Linked DNA regions of Mus musculus: region 2 is linked to region 1. The links are chromatin contacts, called in public HiChIP or PLAC-seq maps. All regions are on one chromosome and are shown on one strand. Each heading gives the region's core, a stretch centred on a gene start, on an enhancer-like site or on the middle of the called end of the contact. The rest is flanking DNA. Distances are from core to core; before and after follow the strand shown. Region 1 has its middle 34 kb from the start of Klhdc7a. Region 2 overlaps Arhgef10l (Rho guanine nucleotide exchange factor (GEF) 10-like).

Evidence for each region. HiChIP or PLAC-seq counts read pairs in DNA pulled down with a chosen protein or histone mark.
Region 2: an H3K27ac HiChIP or PLAC-seq map of embryonic stem cells shows a contact between it and region 1, with 2.9 times the contacts expected there. The contact joins two enhancer-like sites. A contact is called at or near these places in 1 of 115 datasets of contacts at active chromatin or transcription factors (embryonic stem cells) and 1 of 9 other capture datasets (embryonic stem cells).

Annotation. Positions count from the first base shown.
Region 1 is chr4:140,000,798-140,003,550 of GRCm38.p6, forward strand. No RefSeq gene overlaps it. Among named protein-coding and RNA genes, the nearest start is that of Klhdc7a, 34 kb to the left of the region's middle. Within about 2 kb of position 1,449, at least 15 of the 459 cell types and tissues checked have an H3K27ac peak or open chromatin away from gene starts, as enhancers often do. A contact at or near this core is called in embryonic stem cells, where this site is marked.
Region 2 is chr4:140,609,594-140,612,293 of GRCm38.p6, forward strand. It overlaps Arhgef10l (Rho guanine nucleotide exchange factor (GEF) 10-like), which reads right to left. Exons shown (of 29, transcript NM_001290803.1): 3 at 1,634-1,819; 4 at 938-971. Among named protein-coding and RNA genes, the nearest start is that of Gm42335, 5.8 kb to the left of the region's middle. Within about 2 kb of position 1,443, at least 80 of the 459 cell types and tissues checked have an H3K27ac peak or open chromatin away from gene starts, as enhancers often do. A contact at or near this core is called in embryonic stem cells, where this site is marked.

The DNA.
Region 1 (2,753 bases), core at 199-2,698:
AAGTTACATCAGTTGTAAAACCAAAGAATTGTCACCGTCCAGCTGAAATGGAGGTGTTGTACAGAAGGGCATAGCCTTGGCTAACACTGTCCTACCTCTGTCTAATGCCTGGGCCAGCCTTGGGCACATGGGAAATGCTCTGAGAACCCCAAGTCATGGTTCATCTGGTCACCCAGATGGAAAGGTCAGGGTCAGAGAAAGCAACAGGCTGGGGACTGGGGTGTGAGGAGCCTGGCCACAGTCTGCATGCAGCCTTGGGTATGCTTCCTCAGGGACAGCGGTGGCCATATGTGACCTTTGGCCTGACTCGCTCCTCCTTCGTGATTGCCTCATGGAACACATGTAGTAATTCTAAAAGCCAACTTGGCAAGGATGCCCAGAGGAGGAACTGAGAGTATGTGGAGTGACTAAGCACAGCACCCAGGTACTCGGGTGCAGGTACTTAGTCACAGTCACTCTCCTGGTCATGGTCGGTGGTACCCCCTGCTGCCTCCCTTACCTCACACAGCCAGTACACAGCCATAAACAGTCTCCACTTGCAGGCTCGGCTATGAAGGACTTTGTAGTGTGGTGTCCCCTCCTCAGGCTGTCCTACCTACTTCCTGGAACCTGTTCTGTTTGCTTTTTCTATTTTCTCCATTTTTAGATCCGACAGCAGAGGCCCAGAGAGGGCAAGTTGTTCACAAAGGCCACACAGGAGCCTAGGAGTAGAGCCCAGAAAGGGAACTGAGTGGTTTGGGTAACCAGGCAGACTTGGGTTCAAGTCCTGACCCAGGCTTTGATCCGCCTGAGTGGATTCTGATGGTTCTTCACCTTCCTGTTCTCACATTCTCTTTCAAAGGTGGGCATGCAGCTCAGTGGTGGGGCGCCCACCCACTGAGTGTGGGTCCACAGAGCTCAGTGGTGGGGCATCGCCTAGTGAGTGTGGGGCCCCGGAGCTCAGTGGTGGGGCGCCCACCTAGTGAGTGTGGAGCCTCGGCTTTCCTCTGGAGTCCTAGCACTGAATTAAAAAAAAATTGAATGTGTGGGATGACTCCAAATTCTGTCTTGTAAAGTCTAGGAAGGAGGAGAGCATTCTTCGTGTGGTCAACAAGGCCACTGTGTTCTTTGCCCGCCTTTGGTAGGGGTTCTCTGCTTTGATTAGTGACTATTTTCTGGGCGACAACTCATGGAAGTCCCTTGAGGGACCTGCTGCTATGTGCCAGAGGGTAACCCCTGCCCGGGGAGCCAGTCAGGCAGGGCGTGAATGGACAAGGAGAGACAGAGCCTCCATTTGAGGTCCTGACCCTGCCTGTACCTGGCTCTGGTGGAGGACGGGATGGGTGGTGGGGTCCTGGTCTTCTGGGATTCATTCGGGCTCAAGGTGATTGAGCCTCTCAGAAGCAATACAGGGGCAAAGGAAGGTGACGCCTTTAATGCAGAGAGAAGCATCGAGTTCCAGCCAACCAGCGACATTTGCATTTAAATGGAGGTCTGCAAGTCTGTAAATCTGCATTTCCCAACCGCAGAGCCCTAATGGTTGTTTAATCACGTTTAGATGAACCCCCTGGAGCACTGGGGGTAGGCGCAGCACCGTCTTAGCTCTGTTACAGAGGCTGAGATCAGGCACTCCTTCCTCCTATCTCCTGTCCCGGACAGGCTGCTCACTCTAGAGAAGCGACCGGCCCCTGTCCATGCCAGGATTAACTCAGAACTGGCAGAAGTAGGATTGGCCCCAAAGTCCCCGCAGCCTCCACAGTAATGAGGATGGTGACAAGATTTGAAGAAATGGGCAGCCGGAGCTCTGAGCAGGGCCTGCACGTGCTCCGAGCTTGATGGTTTCTCGTTCTACCTCGGACTGTAGTGCCCACTGAGGCTGAGCAAGCCGGTGGCGTGGACACCGTCCAGGCTTTAGGGTGGCATGTGGGGGTGGCGGCTGATGAACGGGTTCCTCACCGGAGTCACCTATCCTGTGAGACAGACCTCTGAACCCCTGTTCCTCAGGACGTTGGCTTCTGCGAGGTGTTCGCTCTCCCTCAGCTTCCTCATCCACGAAAGGTTCCTGTCCCCTTGTCTTAGATGCTGGCCTTCTAAAGAGCACCAGCTCTGTCTTATCCCTCGCCTGGGGCCTGGCAGGTAATAAGTGCTTAATGAGCACTTGGATCTGTTGTTACTTAGACACGTGCAATAGTACCAGGGACCCTGTAGCTTATCGGTGTTCTTTAGCTCAAAGGCACAGTCACTGGCATCAGGCAGGCCTGGGTCTTAATCTCAGCCTTACCGAGGAACTCATACCAAGTTAGATCCTCACACATGAGGGCTTGTTGAGTCTGGGCCCACAGGATCTGGGCAGACAATTACTCTTGTCTCTGCCTTCAGCACTTTCAATCAGGACAGGGTAGATGGGGGGGGGGGTATTGCCATTGCCGATGTAGCCCAGGATGTGTAAATGATCTTGAACCCCTGATCCCCTTGCCTCCACCTCCCTAGAGCTAGACTGACAGGCCTGTACCCCATCCCTGGTTTATGCTGTGTCAGGGATTGAACCCAGGACTTTGTGCATGTTAGGTGGGCACTCTACCAACTGAGCCACAGCCCGGTGCAATGCTGGTTCAAGTAAAAATGCACGAGAGAACTGGTCAACCAGCTCTCAGCACCACCTTGTGCCTTTGGTCCAAATGACAGGGACTGTCACCAGGGTCACCCCTCATGTCCCATGACCCCTTCCCCAGATCGTGGTCCAGCCCTACCCTCCTCCTTGGCCTGACACAGCT
Region 2 (2,700 bases), core at 193-2,692, 610 kb after region 1:
TGCTAGCATTGGGAAGCTGAGGCAGGAGGATTGCCATTAGTACATGGAAACAAGACACTGTCTCAACCAAAGAAAAAAAGAAACAAAAGAAGAATTCTTTTAAAATGGGGGCTAAGGATGTAACCCAGCAGAATGTTGGCCTGGCATCCCCAAACCCCGGTTTTATTCCCCAGAACCAGGCATGGTAGCATGTTGGCACGTGTCTCTAATCTCAGAAGTAGAGGCAAGAGCGTCATGGTCATCGTCTGCTGCATGGTGAGTTCAAAGCCGCCCTGGGCTAGGTGAGAACTTGTCTGCCCCTCCCACCAAAATAAAATAAAATAGACTAGCCAGCAAGATGGCTCAGCCGGTGAAGGTCTTTGTTGCCAAGTTCAATGAATCCCCCAGGACCTACACGATGGAAGGAGAGAACTGGCTCCTGCTAGCTATCCTTTGACCTCGACGCACAAACCATGGCATGTGCACACATGCACTCGAACACTCAAACACACACACACACACACACACACACACACACACACACACGTGCATGCTCACACACACAATAAATATAAAATTTTGTAATTTAAAAATTTGAAAGAGAAGGACTGGTATCAGCAGAAGCAATCCCACAGCATCTTAGTTCCCAGGGATAACTCCAGGGAAGCGAGTCTCCTCTCCCTTCCGTTTCAAGTCAGAACACAGGAAATCTGGGAGAGTCTGTGAGTCCACTGAGGCCACATGGGTAGGGAGAGGCCTGAATGTGGGTCTGGGACCAGGCAATGCAATGCAATGCTCCCAGGCAAAAGAGAAAAAGAGGCCACCACAGCGAGCCTCAGGGCCAACCTCGTCCAGGCAAAGGGTCTTAACAAACAACAGTATTCTCTAGTCACTGTCCTACCCTGTCCCACGCCCCTGTTGGGCTCTACTCTTTTCCCAGTGGACAAAGCTCACTTACTCTGTCTGGGGTGGTGCAGCTGCTGGGTCCAGGTCTGTGGGAAGAGCAAAGAGAGAGAGCTTGTGAGACAGAGGTTGGCCCCAGGAACTGAGCCTATTCCCACCCCCTGTTCCCCGCCCCTCGAAGGAACCAGGGTGCCTATAGAATCCCTTGCCTTTCCTTGGCCCCTCTCTAGTGAGTAAGTTCCCTACCTGTCCTGCCTGCCCCACACCGCCCCCATGGCCCAACCTCAGTCAGAACTAGCACCCTGTCTACCAGGCTTCCACCAACCCCAGCTCTTGGAAGGGTTGCTATCTGCAGGAGGTTCCTGCTGATCCAGTCCCTGGTAAGATGACAGATCTGAGAGCCCAGCAGCTGGCATTTACTGACAACATGACTGGACCCTCCCACCCCTGGGGTGCTGGCTCGCCAAGCAGACAGATGGGTTCTTTGGAGCCATGGCTGGAAGGTTACAAGAGCTGAGGGCCCTAGCAGAAACTCCAGCCAAGCGATTCCATTTAGGCCCGGACAGAGTGCAAGCCAGATGTTGCAGGAATGCTAGGAATTCCTTTCCCAAGAGAAGCAGGATATAGTCTCTTCCCAGTGGCTCCCTTTCCTGCCTACTGGAGACCCTAGGAGCCTGAGATTCCCCACCAGTTCTCCGGGATTTGCCTGCAAACCCCACTTGCCTGGTGGAGACTCCCAGAGACAGCTTACCTGAGCCCGGGACAGTGTCAAAGCAGATCAGCGAGGGCTCTGTGTCCCTCTCAGGGGCGAGGCCAGGGACAACCAGGCCAGAGCTGGTGTCCTCCTCCTCATCACTGTCATCAAACTCAAAGGCTTCTCCGGAGTCCTCCTCCACCTCGGGGGAGGGGCCTGGAGCGCTGGGAGCCAGGGGAGCTCCTGGAAGAGAGGAGGGGTTAGTGGGCTATGGGACAGGGTCTGAGGCTCACACTGTTCAAGCCAGAGGGTCTGCTGTGTTCCCAAAGCATCCTGGGCCCTGGGGCGGGTCCTGAGGAGAGGGCTCTGCAAACAGTCTCTCCTTTCAACCTTTTGAGACTAGGCCCTGGCTGGCCTGGAGCTCAGAGATCGACCTGCCTCTGGTTCTCCAATGCTGGGATTAAAAGCGGGCGCCACCATGCCAAGCTGATTTCCCAGTTCTTTTAAATGCACAGGGAAGACACCTATTTCTGTGTGTTCCCGTGCTAATGCTTTTTTGTGAAAGCAAGCAAGTTCTTTATTCCATATGTATTTAGGTGTAAAACAGCCTGTTGTAAAACACGGTGGGGTGGGGGTGCAGGGCTAGCTGGAGCTAGGTGTAAGACCTGAGCTCCTAACACAGAGGTCTCCAGTAGGGCCTCACTTCCTGCTCCTCCCCTCCTGGTTTGTCCTCTGGCCCCTTCCTCATTCTTCACAGCTCAGCTTGGAGGTATCTCTAAGCTCACTGGCAAGGGGCTTCCCTCTGCTCCAGCCTCTCGCTTGGCTCACCCTGGTCTTGCATGGCCAGCTCGGGCTTATTCTGTATGGCATGTAATCTCTGCCAATTATGGATCCCAAATACCTTAGCAGACTGCACCCTTTACCGTCAGGGCCTGATTGGGCCTGGCTGTGGCTCTGCAGTTTTTGTCTAACTACTGAAGGACTGGGGTTTCTGTCCATCGGGGTACACTCCTGACTCTGAGGGTCCCCCTGAGGCAGGGCTACCTAGCTGAGAGTGGAACCTCACCAATGCAAGTCACATGGCTCCCGTTGGGTCCCTCCCCTGTACAATGGAAAAGAAAAGC